Regions from separate parts of the Sus scrofa genome. Here region 1 is linked to region 2. A link is a contact called in public Hi-C data. All regions are on one chromosome and are shown on one strand. Each heading gives the region's core, a stretch centred on a gene start, on an enhancer-like site or on the middle of the called end of the contact. The rest is flanking DNA. Distances are from core to core; before and after follow the strand shown. Region 1 holds the start of C6H19orf33 (immortalization up-regulated protein). Region 2 holds the start of PPP1R14A (protein phosphatase 1 regulatory inhibitor subunit 14A).

The links. Hi-C and Micro-C count contacts between places; a contact is called where the count stands out from the background.
Region 1: a Hi-C map of alveolar macrophages shows a contact between it and region 2, with 4 times the contacts expected there. The contact joins the promoter of C6H19orf33 here to the promoter of PPP1R14A in region 2. A contact is called at or near these places in 3 of 5 promoter capture datasets (fetal skeletal muscle, liver and skeletal muscle), 27 of 47 Hi-C or Micro-C datasets (adipose tissue, alveolar macrophages, blood and 15 more) and 2 of 2 datasets of contacts at active chromatin or transcription factors (alveolar macrophages and skeletal muscle).

Annotation. Positions count from the first base shown.
Region 1 is chr6:47,221,057-47,225,070 of Sscrofa11.1, forward strand. It overlaps C6H19orf33 (immortalization up-regulated protein), which reads left to right and starts at 2,021. Exons shown (of 4, transcript XM_003127107.4): 1 at 2,021-2,460; 2 at 2,555-2,643; 3 at 2,797-2,883; 4 at 3,019-3,174. The coding sequence starts at 2,439. The coding sequence ends at 3,132. It overlaps LOC102167359 (a long non-coding RNA gene), which reads right to left and starts at 2,801. Exons shown (of 5, transcript XR_303838.3): 1 at 2,425-2,801. YIF1B (Yip1 interacting factor homolog B, membrane trafficking protein) reads right to left here. Exons shown (of 8, transcript NM_001245006.1): 8 at 3,289-3,660. The coding sequence ends at 3,505.
Region 2 is chr6:47,172,766-47,176,734 of Sscrofa11.1, forward strand. It overlaps PPP1R14A (protein phosphatase 1 regulatory inhibitor subunit 14A), which reads right to left and starts at 1,292. Exons shown (of 4, transcript NM_214337.1): 1 at 1,069-1,292. The coding sequence starts at 1,269.

The DNA of each region.
Region 1 (4,014 bases), core at 771-3,270, 49 kb after region 2:
GCTCACAGCAACGCCGGATCCTTAACCCACTGAGCAAGGCCAGGGATCGAACCTGCAACCTCATGGTTCCTAGTCAGATTCGTTAACCACTGAGCCATGACGGGAACTCCATTTTAGAACATTTTCATCCCCTTGCACCTGTAAGATCCCTCATGGCCATTTTACAGCTAATAGCCAGTCCCATACTCAGCTCCTGGCAACCACTAATCTACTTTCTGTCACTATAATTGCCTTTTCTGAATACTGCATATATATAAATAGTATCATACAATATGCAGTCTCTTGTGTCTGGCTTCTTTCACGCAGCATAATGTTTCTGAGGTTCATCCCTGATATAACATATGGCAGGAGCTCATTTTTTTTTATTGCTGAATAGTATTCCATCATATGGATAGATATATCACATTTTGTATATCTATTCACCAACTGGTGGACAGTTTAGTTTCCAGCTTTTTCTTTTTTGCTTTTTGGGCCACACCTGTGGCACATGGAAGTTCCCAGGCTAGGGGTTGAATTGGAGCTGCAACTGCCAGCCTATGCCACAGCCACAGTGATGCCAGATCCAAGCTGCGTCTGGGACCAACACCACAGCTCACGGTAACGCCAGATCCTCAACACACTGAGTGAGGTAGGGATGCAACCCGCATCCTCATGGATCCCAGCAGTTTCATTACCACTGAGCCACAAAGGGAACTCTTAGTTTCCAGCTTTTTCTAACATACAGTACATTTTGCCTTATTCCCCCTTGTGAATAATGTCAATTCCCCAAGGCTGGAATTTTTGCTGGCTTTGCTCACCCCTGTACCCCCAGCACTTAAGCAGTGCTGGACACATAGTAGGTGCTCCATAAATATACGCTGAAGATATAAGTGCGAAGAAAGATAACTTCAGAGGGTGGTAAACAAGGCTATCTATGCCACCATTAAGCAGGGGAAAGGGGACACAGTGACGAGGCTCTGTGGAGCCAGGAGTCAGGGAAGTCTTTTCTAATGAGCAGACTTTGGAGGAGAGACCTGAATGCACAAGACTGATTATGGCATGTTTGTCACATCCCCAGACCTCTGCCACCTGCTCCTGCAGGTATGGGCAGCCAGTTCGGTGGCGGGGCTGGGGCTGGAGAGGGATCCACAAGGACCCTAGTCTCACAACAATGGGAACAGATGACACAGGCCTCTCATTTCCTCCCTGACCTTGACCAGGGACCAGTCCACTGTGAGGAAGCGAGGCTGGGCTTGCCTGGCTGCCACTTCTGCAGAGGGCCCCCAGGGTGAGACAAAGGGACCATGTACAGCCTTGGACTTGAGCTACCCTGCCTTAAGTCTCAGTTCTAGCCTGTTCATTGCTACTTTTGCCTCTAGAGCATCCTATTAACTGTTTGGTTCCTCAGTTTTCTCATCTGTAAAATACCTATCCTTTTATTTAAAAACCAAACATTTTATAAACACTTACTCCTGGAGTTCCCGTCGCGGCTCAGTGGTTAACGAATCCGACTAGGAACCATGAGGGTGCAGGTTTGATCTCTGGCCTTGCTCAGTGGGTTAAGGATCTGGTGTTGCTGTGAGTTGTGTAGGTCACAAATGAGGCTCAGATCTCGTGTTGCTGTGGCTCTGGTGTAGGCTGGCGGCTACAGCTCTGATTGGACCCCTAGCCTGGGAACCTCCATATGCCACAGGAGCGACCCAAGAAATGGCAAAAAGCCAAAAAAAAACACTTACTCCTTATAAGTAACTGAGCAAGCATGGTTCTAGAAAACTAATCTGTTTGATTCTTACATCAACCCCAGGCAGTAGCTGTCATTTACACACGAGGAAACTGAGGTACAGAGAGGTAACTTTCCCCAGATCACTCTGCTACGAAGTAATTCACAGGGGCTTCAAATCAGCAGACTGGTACCATTCTTCCTGCTCTTCAGGCCTTCAGACACTGCTTCTCTCCAAGCCAGAGGCATTGTTAGAGTTAACATTCCTGAAGCCCTTGAAACAGGGCCAGGCACTAAGTACACAAGGAGGGAACATATTATTGTCCTGGTGCAGAGGGCGCGGGAGGCACCCTCCCTCTCATTTCTTCAAAAGAAAGCATCTGACCCTTTTAGGGGAAGAGGCTGTAACAGCTCTGGCACCTTCCACCCCGCTTAGAAATCCACAACTGCCCACACATTCCTCCCCCAACCCCACCCACACAGCCCCACTCACTTGCCAAGGCTCACTGGCTGGGGGGGCACATCGCCGCTAACTGTCCACCCTCCCCATTTCCCAGAGGGGCCAGCAGGGCGGCGCTGGGGAGGGGCCGTGAGTCAGGGATAAGGACTCCGAACAAAGGTCGGGTAGGGCTCCTCAGAACTCCCGGGCAGCCCCACGGCCCCTCCCCAAGGCCCGCCCCCTACTCTCCGGTTACAGCTCGCGCCCTCCGGCCCCGAAGACACACCTGCTCTCGGCACCATGGAGTTCGACCTGTCGGCAGGTGCGCTCCGGAGGAGGCGGACGCTCGACCGGCAGGGCGCCAGACTCACACCCCGCGCAGGCGCCAACCCACCCGGTTTCTCTTCTCTCTGCAGCCGTGGAGTCCCCCTCCAAAAAGCCCCATGTGGGAGACCCCAAGCACAGCCCCAACAAAGTTCAGGGCGGGTCAGCTGATAACCTGAAGGTAAGTCACCTCCCGACCAGGCACCCCCTCGTCCCCGGGGGAGGTTGCTTTTGACCCCAGGGCCTTGCTACTTGGGCGGGGGTCGGGCGGCGGGCGGCGAGCGGCGAGAGCTGGGAAAGGGACCTTCAGTCTCACTGTCCTGCCTCCAACTAGCATCACCATGGCCATGGCCATGGCCGCTCCTCAGATTCCAGCAGCAGCAGCAGCAGCAGCTCCAGCGACTCGGAAAACGAGGCGAAGGTAAGAGGCTTCCCCCTTCTCAAGCGGGTGCCGGGCGCCCCGAGCGAGGGCGGAGTCCCAGCCCGGAACTCGGGCAGCTGTCTCACCCGCGGAACCTTCTCTCCTCTCCCACCCGCGCCGCCCTCGACCCCGCAGCCCGGCGCCGCCGGCTCACAGCAGCACAAAAGCGCCTCGGACAAGGTCAAGAAGCCCAAGGTGAAAAAGGAGAAGAAGAAGAAGGAGGACGAGAAGAAAAAGCCTTCCCACTGACGGGCCTGGGCGGGGTTCATTAAACCCTTTTTCGGCCTCCGGGTGGCCTTCTGGTTCCGAGGCGCCTGGAACTGTCCCCGCCCCGCCCGTCCCCTTCCCCTTCCCGGGCCGGGCCTGCCCCCTGCCGGCCACCGCGTGCCAAGGAGAGGCTGCCCACGCCGTGCCCATCACGGTTTATTGTTTCCGGAACAGTGGCCGCCCTGCTGGGGGCGGCCTGTGCAGCTGGAAATCTCAGCACCTCGGCGGGGTGGGTGGGGGGAGGGAGGGTCTCGGGCTACCGGGCGGACCCTGTGGCCGGCTGGGGGCCGGGAGATGAGTGGCGGCAGCGCGGAGGCCGCCGGAAGCAGCAGCTGGAGGCGTCGCGGGCCGCCTTCACCGCACCAGGTGGAAGGTGAGCCAGTACATGAGCAGGGGCTGTGCCGCGGCCACGGCCATGGTCAGGTACATGCGCAACTGGTTCCGCGCCCCGCGGACCGGGATGCCCTCGGCCGCGGCCTCGGCCAGGATCTTCAGCCGCAGCGTCCGGATCTGGGTGGGGAGGAGGTTCGCTCTTGAGCCCGGCCATCCTTCCAGAGTCCAGTTTCTCTGCCCCTCCCTAGAGCGGCTGGGCTCAAGTCTCTGCTCCGGGAAAGCCTTGGTTTCCCCCCAAGTCGCCTAACACCTGGTGAAGACCTGCCCCTCCCCAGGCCTTGGGAGAAAAGTGTGAGGGATCCCAACTCAAATGCCAGACGACGCCCCCAAGCGAGCGCGGTCGGAACTTCACCGGGAATACCTGGCTCGCGGGATGGCCAGGCTTGGCCCTGCCACCTGCTTGTGTTGACCTCTGACAATTTTTTAAACACAAGCCACAGGTGTCTTTTTTTTTTTTTTTCCCACTCCCCG
Region 2 (3,969 bases), core at 42-2,541:
CATGTGTCTGAGAACAGGGGCCCTCGGGTCACTGCGAGGGGCCACGGCTTCTCCCACCTTTGTGCTGGGCTGAGGAGGCTCTGTCATCTCACATGTCTGTGTCCGCTTCCTCTGACTCTCATGGGTGGTACAAAGTGTGACTTCAAGCGGAGACAAGTGAAATGTGTCTGTCTGGACCCCCTGAGACAGCACAGGAGGCTGCAGCTTATGCCCTATGTGTCCACAGGCAATTGCAGCTTCTGCCATTGTGCGTCCACAGGTGCCCATAGCCTACGCGGTTTTCTGTCTGGGTGTAGCTATAATTCCTGTTATTTGATGTCTGCGTGTGGCTGCAGCATCTGTCATTGCCTTTGCATGTTTTTTGCTTTTAGGAGATAATGGATGGTCGTTACTTGAATCACTGAGTGTCGGGGTAGCTGTTGTAGCTTGCACTGCTTGCAAGGCTCTACAGATTGCGCTGTGTGTGTCTATGAACAGCTGTAAGTGGAGTCCTTTTGTGTGGGCGTAGTTGTGTTGTATCTGTATAGGGCACTGTGGCCTGTGCTGTTGTGACCAGGAGAGCCTGTGGCTGTAGCATGGGTTGATCTGTCCCACAGCCGGTGTCCCTGACAGTCTGTGCATGGCTGTTGCTTCTGTCACTGGGTCTGTGAGTGGCCATAGCTTGTCACTGTGCAGGTCTGTGAATGCTGATGTTTCCTTGGCTGTGCGGTTCCCTGCGGTTGTATCTCCGGTCACCATGTCTATGTTTGGCTTTAAGACATCCTCCTCCCCCCACCTTTTCTTCCAGATATGGCCACTCTGGCTCCCCAAGTTGGCCTCCTAACCTCCCATATGCTAAAGCCCTGGTCCTCCCCTGTGTTTTTACCCAAGTGTGAGCACAAGCAGAGTGCCAGGGAGGGTGGACGGCGGGGGCCCATGTGTCGCGGGGCCAGCGTTCTCCCCTGGCAAGGAGGCTGCGCATGCACCAGCGAGCTCAAGCAATGAGAGACCCCCAAGGCGCAGGGGGGCAGGGCCCGGGCTCCGTCGGTCTAGGACGCCCCCTGCGCCCCCCACCCCTCCCCGCCTCACCCTGCCACGGTACAGCTCCTCCAAGCGCCAGTCGATCCACTTCTCCACGTCCAGCCGCCGCTGCAGCTCCCGCCGATCGTACTTGACGGTGACACGCGCGTGTCGCTTCTGCAGCCCCCCGGGGCTGCCCCCCGGCCCCCGGGCCCGCGACGGAGACTGCAGCTTGCTCAGCACCCGCTTGCCCAGCCGCTGAGCTGCCATCGCGGTCCTGGCCCCGGCCCCGGCGCCGCGCTGTGCGCTTTCGCCTCTCACCCAGGGGGCCTCTTACGGGCCGGGGCGGGGCTGGCCGGGGGCGGGGGCTCGGGCTCGCCGGGGGGCCGGCCACGCCCCGGCCGCCCGGGCCTCAGTTTCCCCGCCTGCTGCGCGAGGACCGGCCGCCGCGTGGGCGTGAAGCCCGCGGCTGGGCCTGGCTCAGGTAGGGGCCGGGGCCGAGAGCCCCAGGCCGGGGCCGGGCGGCTGGGGCTCCCGGGGCCTGGATCCCGGGGGGCGGGTCCCGGGACGGTTCTCCGGGACCTGGCCTGTTTGCTCCCTCTGGCGGTTGCAAGGGACATGACAGGAGCCCCCTGTGAACAAACCCTTCCACAGGGAAGGTCAAACCACAGTCTTCGAAGCACATCCTTTCTTTCATTTACCCACAATCCAAGCGTCCATTCGTTCACATGCACTCACTGTATTCAAGAAATACTCAGTTGACATCATGACATTGGGGTGTTAGTCCCTCTCTCTTTTTCTCCTTCATATTAGACGCCTCACACCAGATAGCATCCAATGGTCCTCTCTCCCTCTGGCCACCACCAGGCTCCCCGGCCCCCACTCTCCTAGGCACTGGGGACAGAGCAGGGAACAAAACACACAAGCCCAGTCCTCACAGGGGTGACGCTCTTGTGGTGGAGGCGGGCGGCAACGTAATAAGTAAGTACAGTGCATTGTACATTTATTAGAATATAAGTTGTATGGAGAACCATGGAGAATAAAATGAGAAATGGAGTGAGGGTGAGGGTGGGGTTTTAGGGAGGGGAGAGGGTGACCAGAGAAGTCCCTTACCTCACAAGTCTTCCCACTTCTGATGGAAAGCAGCAAGAATAACACTGCAAAACTTAAATAAAACTTAAATTTGGCCATGTCCTTTCGCTGCTGAAGACGATTTATAATGAGGCAGTGGCTTCTTACATGACACATAAAGCACAAACGATAAAAGAAAAAAAAGATAAGTTGGATACCATCAAAATTTAAAAATTTGTGTTTCAAAGGATATCAAGAAATTGAAAAGGAGTTCCCACCATGACACAGTTGGTTAAGAATCTGACTGCAGGAGTTCCCCTTGTGGCTCAGTGGTAACGAACCTGACTAGTATCCATGAGGACCTGGGTTTGACCCCTGCCCTGCTCAGTGGGTTAAGGATCTGGCGTGGCTGTGCGCTGTGGTGCAGGCCACAGATGCAGCTCTGACCTGTCGTTGCTGTGGCATAGGCTGCAGCTGCAGTTCTAATGTGATCCCTAGGCTCCGAATAGCCCTATGCCGCGGCTGAAGCCCTAAAAAAAAAACACAACTGCAGTGGTTTGGATGCTGCAGAAGTGTGGGTTTGATCGCCTGCCGGTGCAGTGGGTTAAAGGATCCAGTATTGCTGTAGGTCACAGCTGCTTCTCTGGCCTGGGCACTTCCACATGCCACAGACATGGCCAAAAAAAAAAAAAAAAAAGAGTAAGAGATTTCTTTTGAGGTCAATGAAATTTTCTAAAATCAATTGTGATGGTAGTTGCATAACTCTATGAATATACCAAAAACTACTGAAGTGTACTTTTTTTTTTTTTTTTGTCTTTTCTAGGGCCGCTCCTGCGGCATATGGAGGTTCCCAGGCTAGGGGTCTAATCAGAGCTGTAGCTGCCAGCCTATGCCAGAGCCATAGCAACTCAGGATCCAAGCCGTGTCTGCTACCTATACCACAGCTCACGGCAACGCCGGATCCTTAACCCACTGAGCAAGGCCAGGGATCGAGCCTCAACCTCATGGTTTCTAATCAGATTCGTTAACCACTGTGCCACAACGGGAACTCCTTGAATTGTAGGTTTTAAAGGCGTGAAATGTATGGCCTGTGAGTTATGTCTCAATAAACCTGTCATATTAACAGAAAAAAACTTCTCCATGGATCCCCATTGTTCAGTGGGGGGGCAATCAAAGTCTGCCAGACACAGTCCCATCCACACACTTTTGCACTAGCTGTTCCTCTGTCAGGAAAGCTCTTCCCACAATGATGTCACCAGGGCTCACTGCTGCACCCCCTCAAATGTCACCTGTGCAGTGAGGTCTTCTCTGATCACACTATGTCATATTGCAATTCCCATGCCCCTTACCTGGCTCTGTGTTTTATTCATAATACTCACTGCCTTTAAAAAAAAAAAATTCTTAAGGTTACCTCTGTGGCCTATGGAAATTCCCAGGCTAGGGGTTGAATCAGACCTGCTGCCAGGGGTCCAACCCATGTTCTCGTGGATACTAATCGTGTTTGATGCTGCTGAGCCATGACGGGAACTCTGACACTTACCCTTTTTGAGTTTGAGGCTTCTCAGCTGTAAATGGAGATTTTCTTTTCTTTTTAGGGCCGCAAGAATCGAGGCACATTCAAGTTCCCAGGCTAAGGGTCAAATTGGAGCCGCAGCTGCTGGCCTGCACCACAGCCACAGCAATGCCAGATCCAAGCTGCATATACAACCTATGCCACAACTTGCGGGAATGTCAGATCCTTAACCCACTGGGTGAGGCCAGAAATCAAACCCACATCCTCACAGAGACAATTTCAGGTTCTTAACCTGCTGAGCCACACGGGATCTCCCTATTCACTGCCTTTTAACATTGGATATAATTTTTTTTTTTAATCTGGGCCTTTGTATTTATTTATTTGTT